Linked DNA regions of Dromaius novaehollandiae: region 1 is linked to region 2. The links are chromatin contacts, called in public Hi-C maps. All regions are on one chromosome and are shown on one strand. The core of a region is the stretch at or near the end of the contact, and the rest is flanking DNA. Distances in the headings are between cores, read along the strand shown. Region 1 has its middle 23 kb from the start of GLS. Region 2 holds the start of HIBCH (3-hydroxyisobutyryl-CoA hydrolase).

What was found. Hi-C and Micro-C count contacts between places; a contact is called where the count stands out from the background.
Region 1: a contact with region 2 is called in a Hi-C map of ovary, with 2.9 times the contacts expected there. The contact joins the enhancer-like site here to the promoter of HIBCH in region 2. A contact is called at or near these places in 2 of 4 Hi-C or Micro-C datasets (brain and ovary).

What each region holds. Positions count from the first base shown.
Region 1 is chr7:32,663,508-32,670,559 of bDroNov1.hap1, forward strand. No RefSeq gene overlaps it. Among named protein-coding and RNA genes, the nearest start is that of GLS, 23 kb to the right of the region's middle. Within about 2 kb of position 5,359, at least 2 of the 2 cell types and tissues checked have open chromatin away from gene starts, as enhancers often do.
Region 2 is chr7:32,529,488-32,536,555 of bDroNov1.hap1, forward strand. It overlaps HIBCH (3-hydroxyisobutyryl-CoA hydrolase), which reads right to left and starts at 1,382. Exons shown (of 14, transcript XM_026097517.2): 1 at 1,250-1,382; 2 at 45-87. The coding sequence starts at 1,281.

The DNA of each region.
Region 1 (7,052 bases), core at 4,109-6,608, 140 kb after region 2:
CATGCCACTAGTAAGATCTACCCATAGCAATAGCACTGTCGTTTCTACACCAACACATTTTGAAAGGGAAACCGCGGAGGAGAAGCCGCTGCAAAGCGTAAGGAGGCTGCGGAGTCGCCCCCGCCGCTCGCCCGAGCCTCCCCCACACAAAAACGGGCTTTTCCGCTTAAACGTTCCCAAGGAGGTGCATTTTGAGGCCAGGCCGCGTGTCCTCGGCTGCCTTGCCTCCTGGCTGCCTTCCTCGTCCAGGGAAGCGGTTTGCATCGATGGGCGGCCAAAATACTTACGTATCTTAGGTAAGATGCCACCAAGGTGGGCTGACACGCTGTGGAGGATGGAAGCTGTCCCGCGGTCCCGGGTGCGCTTTGCAGCTGGGATGTCTAACCGCGCGCGCTCGCCGGCTTGCTTTGCCGTGGGGCCGGGCGAAGCCTGCTGCGGCAAAGGCTGGTGGGGGCTGCAGCGCGCCTGCTGGCAGTGCCGCCCCTCTCGCGACGCTTGCTTTTATTTTCGGAGCACTTGGGGTTTTGCATGTGTTAGTCCCACAGATGCCATTTCGCTTTCTCCCAAAATAAATTTGCAGTTTTTGTGGTTGCAGGGGGGAAAAAAACAACACTGTGAGTTTGTTTCTTATTTCCATCGTTAAATACAAAACAGAAAAAAACCCCTTTGAGTTACGCCGCATCGGACACAGGTGAGCATCCCCCTGGCCAAGAATATTTGCAAAGAAAAAAAGCGACACAAAGCAGAGCCGTTGCATGAGGCCCTGGGCAGGCTCCGGGTTTGCAGGGCGGGTGCCTGCCCGCTGCGAGCCCCCACCGCAGCACGCGTGCCACCCCCGCGCACCGCCCCCACCATGCACCGCTGTCACATTGCCGCTGCCGCGTGCCGGTGGCAGCCCCCGGCGCCCGCCGTGATTAATGCCGGCAGCGCGCGCCAGCCGCCAGCGTTCGCCTGTATGTCAGACAAACAACAGAGATGTATAGGACTGCTCAGATAAACAGTAATATCTCAGCTGCTCCAGGATATCTCACCCAGAACCGGTGGATTGGGAGTAAAAGGGGGGAAAAGGGGCAGTTTTGTGATTTTTTTACGTTTCCTTTCAGTTCTGCCAATAGGTTGGTTACGGCATTTCCAACCGGGAAGAAGAGTTTCCCTGGGGCCTGGGTGGCCGCGGCGCTGCCCTGCCCTGAGACTTCAGTGGCCACAGACAACCCTTGTGCCTAAGAGCCCTGGTGTCCTCGGCTTCGCAGCAGGCGCTCAAAGATCGGATTCAGCTTGCGCCAAAACTAGTGAAAATTGGCCTGGGCCCAAGAACATATTTTTCGGGCTGGCAAAATACGCTGTTCTCCTGGACTCGTATTGCGTTTGCCCAGGGATTCTCCGATCCAGCAGCTGAAATATGGGGAAAGTGTGATGAAGCTGAAACCAAATCCTGCGATTTTTCCTCTTCCCCTGCCGCCTCCTCCCCTCGCCGCCTCCTCCCCGGTTCTCCTGGAAACAAACAAAACCGGGGAAAGAAAGCGCACAAAAGCGGGGAGGGGGCAGGCAGACGGGGCTGATCACTCCCGAAGAGTTACATAATTACAGGCTTCCTGCGAAACCATCTGCTTTCTCCTGTTTAATTTTTCAAGCGTGTCCGCGATGAATCCAAGCATCTCCGACGGCACGGCGCCCCGAAGTGCGGCACCGGCTGGACACGGCTGCAGAGCGCCGCTCGCTTCTGCGGCGCCGCGACCCTGCCCCGAGCCCGCAGAAAGCCCAAGCGTGCGCGTGTGTGGTGGCTCTGTAAGTCCTCCTGGCACTAAATAATTCTGATTAAAAAAAAAAAAATAAGAAAAAAGAAAACCCCACTCGATAAGCACGGGCCGAATGCTGCGTCCGCGGGGAGCAGCACCACGGGCTTAGTTGGTAGTGCAAATTCACTCGGTTCTGCTAATAATAGTGAAGTGACCGGGCGTTTGCTCCCCGGGGCCGTCGTCCTCAAGGGGAGCCGGAGCATTTTGTTTCAGTGAAAGATGCTTTTCTTGGCCGCTTTTATCTCACTGAAGTTTCTTGTTAAATAGGTTCAATAGAAGAAACGCTAGCCACAGTTTCATACAAATAAATCATTTGGAGAAGGAAAATTGAAGAGACCTTCCGTCATTAGCAGCCATGGAAAGAGCCGCCACAAGGGGCCATTTGGTTCGCAGGCCCTGAGTACTGTCTCTCAGGGGCAAAAATCATCAGAAATGAATTTTCTACCTTTAAGAAAAAATCAGGCTGTCCTTGGGATGGCGACAAGCGGAGAGAAGGGCTGCTTTCTCCCAGCTCCATGGGGGCAAACGGCGGCCTCGAGGTCTCCCCTGCTCGCCTGCTCACGCTCTGGTGAGGGCTGTTGCCTGGAAGGGGCAAGTCCATGGTCATCGGCCTGGAAGGGGCCAGTCCATGGTTATTGGCCAAACTGCAGCCCGTTTTGCCCCCAGGGTCTCCATCAGGTAGGTGGTGGCAGACAGGGGGGTGGACACCCTGGGGCGCATCCTGCCACGCGTCCGTGAGGGTTCCCCCCTGCTGCGCGGCGGGACCGGAGAGCTCTGCTGCGTCGGGGCGCGGGGGGGCGGGCGGGGGGCGGCTGCCTGGGCGTGCCGTGGGCTAGCCAGAGTCGTGCGGGCGCGGAAGGGAGCTGGCGCCTATCATCTCCAGCTAGCGTGGTCTGGATGAGGAGGTCTGGATGAGAAGGGGTTTGGGCTCCATAGGGTCTCATGAATAAGAGAAGCTGTCGAAAACCCCGCTTCTGCGGCGTTACCCCAGCCGCCTGGCCGGGATGCAGTTCACCTTACCGTGGCGGCAATCTGCCGGGAGACAGGGCCGCTCCGGTGGCCACCGCGCCCTGGGGCTCCAGCAGCCTCCGCGGCAGACGGCGGGGGGCTGCCGTGGGTCCCCCCGGGCACCGCCGCGATGCGCCCGCTGAGAGCGGAGCTTGCTTCCGCAGGACATCTGCTGGTGGAAGGAGGCACGGCTGCCTGCACGAGTAGGGTGTCTGCTCGGGGGGGGGGTTAAATTTTTCCAAAAAAAAGCCTATCTTTTAGCATTTATCGGTATCGGATTGGAGGTACCCTGAGTCACTCTGGCAGGTTAGGACGGCTTTAGTCCAAAGCACACGCATACAGGGCATCTGCCTCTGCTTGGCAGGTTTCTGTGTTTCTGCAGAAGATGAGCTTTTTAGAAAACGACTCGCCCGACTAAACCTTGATTTCTTTTGGCTAGGACAAAAATTGCTCCAAATGTGAACCAACGCAACGCAGCCTAACGCAATTGCTTCAGAGAAAGGTCAAAACGGGGCTCCTCAACATCACCAGGGCTTCCTTCACACCTTCTCGCTTTAACGTAGACATGGTATCAGCTTTGTGCAGCCTTTACGGTGCCCCAGCTGCCCGCTGCGTCGCAGGCGGGAGGGCCGGCGATGGGCAGGGGGTCTGGCATGCAGGAGAGCGAGCCCCCGGCACGCCGGGTTTCTGACCTCCAGCGTCTCGGCCAGGACGCGGCAGAAGGCTGCAAATCCTTGATTTGCAACGACACTGTATTCTTCTGCTGGCTGTTTAAGAAGAATATCATTCAACAAACAGTAGTTGAATGCATTCACGTCAAGTTAAATCCTTCCTCTAAAAGCTTTAGTTGTCAGGTATTCATTAGAGTGAGTTTCACATCAAAATGATAGTCACTAATACGGTGAAAACATCTTTTATAGCTTTGGGGATTTTTATGTTGCATTGTATAAATGCCAGATCTCCACTGATACAGAAAGGTCTTCCTGGACCCACATAGTTGATGTGAGAATGTGTTTTCCACCTCCTCTTGAGGAGATGAATACTACGTACCAGTGCCGTGTGCGGTAGGAACAAGGATACTGTTGAAAGTCTTTTGTGTAAATGGGACGCGATGGGCTGTACCTGCAAATCTGGTGCAGCGTTCTGACACTTTCTGCAAACTGTTTTCAACCCTGAAAATACCAAAACTGGCGTTTCTCTTTTGTTGTCTCCATAAGGTGACAATTATCATTCTAACTAATGTAACTTTTTTTCCAAGTAACAGAGCTGAAAGATAGCTCTGGCCTAGGAAGTCGAAAGTGCATAGCAATCTGGATGCTTCAAGTCTGGGTTGCCTGGATGCTTTTGAGAATTGGACTGATATAGAAGACCGCTAGATCTGCATCGGGTAGGAACCAGTCCTCCTTTCCAGACCCCAGCACCCGCCGTCACCAGGCAGCCTGAAAACGTGGCTCACTGCAGGGAGCTGCCCTGGTGGAAACGGCAGGTGATGGCAAAGTCCCGCCGCCTGCGCCGGGAAGTTCACGTTAATGGTGGCGGCAGCACGCGCCGTTCCCCCGAAAGTCGGGCAGGAGCCTAAATATGGAGCGAGGCATCACTTCAGACTGGCTGTTTCTGAAAATCCTGGCCCCGGTTTGTGAATTGATGGCATTGCACTTTCGAAGAGCAGATGGTACTAGCTGGTGATCCAGGACAGCTTTTTTGCATTAGTGTCAAAAATAGCTAAGATGCCAGCTGTATCTCTTGTGGGTCAGCGGAGGTGAAATCGCAGAGCGATGTGCGCAGTACTGCAACGCACAGCGGCAGGGGAAAACCAGACATGCCGCTTAGCAGCACGCAGTGCTTTTAGATGGCTTTAAACTGCTAGCTTCCCACCTCTTTTGGAGCAGACCGACTCCTCGCGTGCATCGCCCAGCGGTAAGCTACGCCGCCAGGCACTGTAAAGGTGCCCCTCTGTGCAGGCTCAGGTTTTACCACGGCGCAATTCAGCGTTTGCGTCCAGCCCGTGGCGTTGGTGGAGGACGGCGCTGGAGGTGGCCGCGATGCCGGTGGGGGCTCCCAGAGGTCCCAACAGCTTGGCCGCTGCTCCAGCACCCGAGCTGGAGAGATGGCCAAGACGGGGGCTGAGCCGAGGCTGACGGGACGGGGATGCAGCGGAGGAAGGGGATGCAGCGGAGGAAGGGGCGGCGGTGCCCTGCTTTGCCTCCCCAGTAGGGCTGGTTTTATAGGTGCGTGTGGGAGGTCGGCCAAGCCGATCTGCTGAAGAGCAGGCAACGTAAGGAAGAGTCTGACAGTGTTTTCTGTTTATTAGAAAAAAAGAGATTATTCCCGTTTCTCCGCTTTCTGCTCATTTTTACATGTTGCAGAAGTGTAGTCGTAATCTTAGTTACAAACCACAGGAAGGTGTTGCAGCGTTAACGAAGATGGTCCTCTTTGGCTGGTTTATCTGGGTGCATACCCTTTTTCGACTGAAGGAAGCTATGATGTATAAAAAAGAGAGATTGCATCATGTAGGATGAAAAACGAGCTGTGCGTGCGTGCAGCAAAGCCGGTGCACCGGCACAGCCTGCTGGTTTCCAGCGATAGTGCAAAAGGCATTTCTTCAGCGCAAAGCAAAACTTTCCACAGCTCTCTCCTGCCTTTTCATCAGCCACGTTAATATTTTTCCCATACTGTTTCTTTTCGTTTGCAGTTCTGAAAGCAGAGACAGCCCGTGACCTCTGGGTGGCTAAGGCGGGATTTCCACCAGCAGGGGCAGGTGGCTGAGCAGGGGGCTTCGGCAGTAGAGGCCGGTGCATCCGAAAACCTATCGACCAGATCTCTGTAAGAACGACCTTATAATGTACATAGCCGGAGTGGCAAAGACTTAAAGTAGGTTATATGTGAGATGTCACACTTGCAGAGCTCGGCAACGCTGTGGGCTCAGCCACGCACAGAATTTTCCGCACGCAGAAAATTACCAGAATAGCTACAGCAAAGAAAATAAAAAAGACGATCTTTGCCTGTGCTCTGGAACCCCTCCCAGACGCCCCGTGCGAGCCTCGCCTCTGGGCGCCTTTCTGCAAAAAAAAAACAAAGCGGGGGGCCATCGTGGGGGCCTCCAAGCTTTCCCGGCTCCCGGGGGGCGAGAGGCTCTTACAAAGCACGTTGCCCAATTCACTGTCTTCGGGAAAGAACTCGACGCCTCTGAGAGGGGAAAAACCCCATCATTATCACAGCGCTTCACCTTGCATCCAGCCTTTCTCCCCGTGCCGCGACCGTCGCTGGGGCCCGCTGCTCGGGGCGGGGGGGCGGCGCAGCCCGCGGGCAGTGGTGCTGCGCCCCGGCAGCGGCGAAGCCTCCGTCCCCTCCGCACACAAATAACCCGCTTTTGTCCCATGAGGAGGCCTCTGAGCTCATGAACAAACGTTTTTCCTATGCTGTCGCAGAGGCAGAGTGGAAAACTTTTGCACGCCGCTGTTTATAGCGGCGCCTGGCTGACGCAGCTTTGCTTGGGACCGCGGTGCCGACGAGCGGCTCAGCACGGGCACCAGGCTGTGGCTGGGCCTTTCGCTCCAAGGGGGTGCCGGCTGGGTTACCGGTGTTTCACCATCCTTTGGGAGACCCTGGCGATGCTGGTACTGACAGAGACGCGCGGGTGCCGGGCTGCGGTGTCGGCGCGTGCGGCAGCCTGTGCCTGCGGGCAGCTCTCCCTGCCAGAAGGGACGGGCCTTGCAGCGCCGGCCTGGAAAATGACGCACTTGCTGCCTTCTCTCGGGTTAAATTTGTCAGGGACGTTATCATCGCCTTCAAATCTGTATAAACCTACAACGAGCTTATAATAGACTGTGGTAAAATAGCCACAGCAAAATAACCAGCAAATATAAGAATATCCCTAATAGTAATAACCCGTGCAAATATATGTTTGCTTATATTTTACAGCATTTTGCATAACGGAACATAGTGAGTCCGGAGCGTGCTACGCGCTTGCAAGGCCTGGGAGGCGGCTCCCTGCCCCGCACACCGGCGTGCAGGCGAAGGGCGGCGGTCGAAGCACACAGCACGGTTTCGTGTTTGAGCACTAATGTTACCGACTGCATCATCACCTTCGGGGCACGAGGCGGGCGCCAGGGTGACGCGTTTTCCGCGGCTGGGGTTTTTGCTGCTTTCCATGCGGAAAGCTCCCGGCAGCAACCGCGCGGAGAAGGAGCCGGGGCTCGGCCTCGGCGCCGCGCGCTGGGAAGCCCCGGCTGAGCTCGGCCTTACGGC
Region 2 (7,068 bases), core at 132-2,631:
GTCCCAATAGCTTCTGACTTGGTTAAACAAGATGCTGTTCTTACCAAATGCTGCAATATTACTTGCAATCTGTTGAGTGGCTTCAGTCTGAAAAAGAAATACTATGTATTACAACAGTTAAACACATAAAACAGCTATCCATTACCGCAACACACAAAATACAAAAAATGCTGAATTAAGCAAAGCTTTGTCAGAAAAAGTTTTAAACAATTGTTTTACATTCTACATTTTTTTTACTAAACTACAATTACAGCTCTATTTTGGTATCAAAACAGTCCAACTACTTTGCATACAAGTAGTAAATAAATGGCAGGTACCAATGCCAAACATTAATGTCTTCAGTGTATTCAAATTACTTCAAGTTAGGAGGTCCTGGCTCTAGTATGACGAAGTAAGAGTTTGGGGGATATGTACCACATTAGCAGTGTAGATCTTTTAAAGACTTGCAGTCACTTTTTGCACCTTGATATACTAATATTATAAAAAATGGTTCCTATCAAATTTACAATGTTCTAGAACTCCCAAACCTGCCCTTTACCTCCAGGCATGTATGTAAATTCCAGGAGGTTCTTCTAACAACTTGAATGAGGCTTACACCTTTGTAGCTGAAAGCAGGATTTGATACCTAGTCATGCTGGGCTGTCTGTAAAAACAGTATTTTGAACGTGTTAAGTGAAATAATAGATAACTACTTCTGTCATTGTACTCTACTTATTAAGGAAGACAAAAAAAGTGGTGTCTGTTGGACTTTACGCCTCAGATGCCAGTCTTAAGTCAATGTTAACACGCAACTTTATCCTTCAGCTGCTTGAGTGTGCAGGGTGGGCGTTGTTGTTGTTGCTGTACGGCTAATTCACCTATTGCAGCCGTAGCTCTTGCTGACGTCCTGGTGCCCTATGCACGCCAATCTTTAAACACATGCCTTGTCTCAGAGCAGGGTTCAGGTGCAGAAGCTAGGCTCTAGGCCCAGGCTGTACTTTATGATGACTTATGGGCTAACTTCCACACGCCACGCTCGCTCGGACTCCGAGAACGAGCCGCCCCTATCTCCATACCCGCGCACGGCGCCGCGCGTGGGCTGAGCCCGAGCTGGAACCCCGAGCGTGGCCTCCCGGGGCACCGGGGAAGGTGGTCCTGCACCGGCAAGGCCCCTGCGGAGCGGCCGGGGCCCGCGGCTGCCGCCCCCGCCCAAAGGACGCTGCCGGGGCCGCGGCGAGGGCAGGGCGCCGGCGCTGCCGCTCCGCGTTACCTGGGCAGCCGCCGCAGCACCCGCGCCGCCATGGCGGCCACCGGTGCCCGCCAGCGACGTCACCGCCGCGCGGCCCGGCACCGGAAGCGGCGGGGCGGGAGCCGCGGAGAGCGGCACCGACGCCAGAGCGTCGCCTCTTCCCCTCCCTCCCCAACGGCCGCCGCAGCGGCGCGCGCCGCCCGCGGGCTCGGCGGGGGACTGCGCCGGGGGGGCGGGGCCCTGCCCCGGGGGGGCGGGGCCGGCCCCTGCCCCTCCCCCTCCCCAACGGCCGCGCGGGCAGGGGACGTCACTAACTGACCGGTTTCAGACATGCTAGTGCGTCACCAGGGAGCTGTGGTTCTGTTTCAGCTCGAGTGCGGGTCTGCAGTCATGGCGCAGGTGGGGTGCCTTCCTCTGTCCCGCTGTTACTGAGAAGTTCTCAGCAGCCCTATATACGAGACGTTTGAGAAACGCACGCACATGGCCCTGAGCCTGAGTACATAAAAATCAGTTCATTTACGTTTTAGTAACGACATCAGACTGTTCTTGGCAGATTTTTAGGCTGATACATACCAGCATGAGGTTGATGCTGAGAAGTGTGATGAACCATGGAGCAAGGAAAATGCAGTGCATTAAGTAGAAATGTAATGTTGCCATCTCTTCATGTAGCAAGTTCAGCACTGGCTGTTCTTGATTCACATTCATATAAAAAAAAAAATTAAAACCTTACAGCAAAATTATACCACTGAGATGACAATTCCCAGCTCTCAGAAACGCTTCTAGAGAAGTCCCCAGAGGGCAACCTTGCTCTTCAGTTTGAGAAATGGTTTGGGCCCCTGCTTGCCACAGTGTCCTCTCCCCTAGCATTTCCGTTGCGATAACCATCAGGGTAAAAATCAAACTAAATGGACACAAAAAAGACAGCATTTCTGTATTATGAAGTCGAGGTTTTCAGTCTTATGCATGGTGAACAAAAATGATGGAGAGCACTGACCTGCAGTGCTTTTGCAGGCATTGGGAGACTGCCTACCAAAAACTAATTAATTGCAGAATTCATTAGGCCATTCAGACTAATCTAACTTTTTGTCACAGATTACATGATCATCAAAGATGCAGCCTATTAATGTCATCTTGAGTATATGCAACCACATGTTTGTAAGGAAAATAACATGCAATTAAATCTAAACCAGCCTAAATGACACCAAATTACCACGGTGGACAAAATCTGAACCCTTGTTTAGATTCGTATTCGAAAATGATACTTTCTGATGATAGGATAGCTCTGCATCTCTCATTCAGGCGTAATCAGGTTATGGGGAGTTTGATACACAGATAACACTTTTGTACTTTATGCTTTATATCTGAAAGTCTCTGTACAATTCACAGACAAATAGGAACAGTACCTTTGCATAGGCTAATCTTTTTGCTACTGTCATTGTAGAAATGAAGAAGTCGGTGCTCAGAGACTAGCCTCCGGTAAGAGCAAGAGGAGGCTCCCTGGAGATCCGGAACATCCCTTAGGGCATGGCTGTGACCGGGACATGATTGCACAGGATGTTTGTGTCTGGAGTCCGGAACAGAAGTCAGTGCTCTGATTCACCTTTTACTTATCCCGATTTTCATCTGATTTTCCCCCACTGCCTTCAGTGTAAATAATGATATAGAGCCTTTCTTTCTCGTCTCCCAGCTGTGTCTGATCTGGAGCCTGCTCATTTGCAAACAATGCCGTAACACAAGCATTCTCTTGGAACAGCTACCAATTTCTTTCCAAGGTGCTGGCACTGAATGCACGCATAATGTTTTCTTTATTTTCTTTCTCTCCCTTTCTTTTTCCACTGGTTTCAGGAAGAAGGGATTGTGACAGAAGAACCATCTTCCTGAGGCCTAGTGTTCTACTTTATTTTAAAACATGACAGTGATGGTTTGCATTCACCTATTAATAGACTTTTTTTTCCTCATAGGTATTAGAAAACTACAATTTCTTCACAGACCTCCCATTTAGTGAGTACAAGCCAGTCCAAAGCCAGGTCCAAAAAATAACTCAGATAACATCTTTGTTTCTAATAGTCCTTCTGCAAAGCCCCTTTTCTGTAGAGAGAAATATCGAAGTGAAAATGATTTTAGAAAGCAAATAAAAGATACATATATGTAGAAATAGGAAAAAGAATGAAAATAATCAAGTTACATAAGAATAAACTGAGTGATATGGCCTTTTACCTGTGAGTTTATGGATGATACTACTATAAGCAAAGATGGCTGCAGGAGACTGGATATTTTGGGGCAAGAAGCATCCCTCGTAAACAAGTCAGGAATTCAGGGAATACAACTGCAGCAGCCAGAAGGATGGACAGGTTGTAATTCCTCCCCCTTGGAGAAATTTCCTGACAGTCTGTTCAGCAGGTTTGTAAAGAGAAAATAAATTGCAGACTGTAGGAGGACTTCAGAGTTGAACAGATGTTTTGGGTTTTGTTTTTGTTTTTTTCTTCCAGAAAAAATGTAACTTCAGCATCGGGATGTGGGAGCTCTTGCTCATGAGAGGGATTCCAAGAGCAGCTGCATGCTGTATGCCACCTATTTATGTATGCCCCTAATTAATGATTAATGTGTATCTCTCTCTTACTTGCCTCTGAAGGCTCCTAGTATAGTTCGCCAAGACAAGATAATAAATGGTACAAGCACTTAATGCTGTCCTGTGCCCCTGTGCCTTGGCTTGCTGTAAGTTTAACCTTTTTTCTCCACTGGTCTAAGAGCTAGTGTCTGATTTCTCCAGGTGTGGATAGTATGGGTAAGGAAGTGCATCCCTACAGTGTATGAAGGTAAAGAAAAATGAGTTTGTGTGAAGGCTTGAGGAACAGAAGGGGAAGACTTTCAGTTCATTCCAGATAACTGGTTATTACCACACTGACAAGAGGACTTCAAACTGATTTTTTTTTTCTATGCCCAATCCCAATTGACAGTACTATAAAACACCTCCACAGATGACACAGGCTCAAATTTGGTTGCTTCAGCATGGACACCAAGTACTAAAGGCTCAGGTCTGCCATGGATAATCTCCATTGGCTTCAGTGACAGGAGGAATAGATTTAAATAAGCAGAAAACTAATCTGTCCTTCCACACTCTAAAAATAGACCAGCCAGGGAAGGACTGAAACATAGCAGTATATATAATGTGGAGAAGCAAGTTTTTGCTTTTGTCTGTACTGTGGCTAATCCCATGGGAACAGACTGCATTCCCAAGGGCTTTTAGTCAGATACTTTTAGATAATGCATCCATATAACATTTGAAGTCGGAGATTTGGAATGGGGGCATAGCTAATGGTGCTGAGTAGTGAATTTCTCCTATAGCAAGAAGGTGTGTGAGAGAGGAAAAAAAAATTTTTTTTAACCAATTAATCTGCATCTTATCAATGGGGAAATAGAAAAGTTTGGAAAAAGATGAAAGCAAAGCCATAATGAAAGCGTGCGAGTGAAGTAGTTTCCATTTGCGTTTGGCCTCAGAGGAAGCAGGGGGAAGTGTGGGGGTGGCTGCGTGCTGCAGCAGATGCTGCCGGGTGGCCGTGCCGCTGGCGAGCGGCTCCTCCGCAGGGAGGGCCCTCCACCGGCACGTTGCTCCCCTCGCCGCCCCCCACCAGCACGCTCGCCCTCCCTGCGGCGGCCCTGCCGGCACCCCGAGGTTAGGCTGTACCCCGGTCGAACTTCCTCCTACATCTTTTTCTCTGCTGCCACAAGCAATCTGTCACTCCTCCCTTCAAACCACTCTCCGCCTACGCACCAAAGCGTTACTGTAAGGAGCACCCTCTTCCCTCCCTCCTTCACACCCCACATGTCTCTTGTTAGCAGAAGAAAAATGCCATCTTCCTAGAGAGCTGGTCATCCCTGAGCGTGGATTCAAGACTGAAGGCGTTCAATGCCTTTTACAATCAGAGCTTTGAAAGCTCTATTTGCAGGCCTATTGTGGTTAGTTTTTCATTTGCATGTAATTATACATACGCAGGTGGGAAGGGGCGATTTGCCTCCCACTTGCTCAGCTATGCCTCCCTTCCTGAGAGGACTGCTGCCTCCCTTCCCGCTCTCAGCCTCCCACGCAACCCGCCGCTGAGAAATGCTGCAGAAAACTGACCAGCTCCCAACCCGCCCACCTGAGGAGGAGGAGCAGCAGCAGCAGCAGCAGCAGCACATTTTTCTCTCTTTCTGCTTTTTGAACACGGTTAAAAAGAGCTGTAGCGTGGGTGGAAATAGCTGTAGGGAGTGTGTGTGGGAACGAGGCCCAAGGAAAGCGAGTTTTCTGTTGGTAGGACAGTTACTTCTAGTAGACCAAAAAAAACGAAAAAGCAAGGGTATCTTATTGCAGAGGGTGCCTTTGAGTATGTAATTAGTTCTTAAGGTTGAGCTTCTCAGGTCTGGAAAAAAAGGAACTGTTTCTTTTCCCCTGGTAGTCCAAGTGACGATGCAGTGGCAGCCCGCAACCCTCACTCAGGGCAGCTTGCCTACGAGGCTTCAGGAGCCTGTCCGGCGGGTGCTATTTGCTGTGTATCCCTTCATGTCATCATGTCTCCTGTTCTGCTCTCAATGTACAGGCTTGATCCAGTGGGAGTCAGAGCTGCCTGCAGGTAGGGAGAAAAAAAGGCATGTGTTTTGCACACACTGTGGGTCTGTATTTCAAAATACCATCCCTGCTGGACCTCTTGAAATAGCACTATCAGAGTACCAGTTGATTCAAGATTTACTCCAAATTTGTGCTTCTGTAAGAAATTAAATTCAAGCGTATTTATGTTAACAGGATGTTATTTAAGATTCTTTGTTTGTATTACACAAAAATAGTAGTGAAACTAGTATAGCAAAGCAGAGCTTGTAAGACTAGTGGTATACAGTGCAAAATGGTACCACTGTTTCTTGAGAAATATCACAAGTAGACAACAAGAACCAAGGGTACAGAACAGCTTTCGGGTTCAGACTCAGTTTGACTTATCTAGAGTAAAGCTTTTGCAACATATAATCCTAATTAATTTTGTCCTAACTTTGGGTTAGTCACATGAATTCTCAATCCAAAACTCTACCAATACATGTATTACAACTAGATTTCTCACCAATGTCAGACTTCCCCAAAAATATTACTGATGCAGAATCTTATATCAAGATGTAGTCTGTAAAGATTTGAAGAGGTGAAAACAATATGCACCAGGCAATTAATGAATCTTGAGAAATGACACTTTCGAAGTATAGCAGATTTTTCAAAAATATTCCATAGGGCATCTTAAGCTACTCCTTGTGACTAGAAGCCTCAAGCCTGATTTGGTATGGTTGGTGCCCTGTGAAGTAGCTTCCTCTCCTGGAAATGAAGTGCACACTTGAGTGCACAATCCTATCAAAAGGCTACTTACTTTCCAGGCAGGACATGGTAGTATTGCAGGCCCATCTCACAGACCATGACTGCAGAGATGCAGTACAGCAGAGAACTGGGCTCGCTGACTTCAATACCTCTGACCAAAGCCTGTCGTTTGCTATAGCTCTGGAGATTTTGCCCAAAGTAGAGTGAAAAATGCAGGCATAATTCTCCTACCGATTAGCTCAGAAACAAGGGAAATTATGAATAACCCTAACTAACATGTTTGCGCATGACAAACAAAGATCAGTTGATGCACTTATGTTAGCAAGAGCTAGAGAAAAAGAATCAATGGAGATAAAACCTTAATGCAACTAATTACCTTGATGTTTTAAAAGTCTTATTTCTGAATGACTTCGATGATTAATATTTTAAATATATACTTATAACCTTCCACTGATTCTTGTGCAACTCGTAATTATAATCTACTGGAATTGCATACCCACACTGAGGAGGA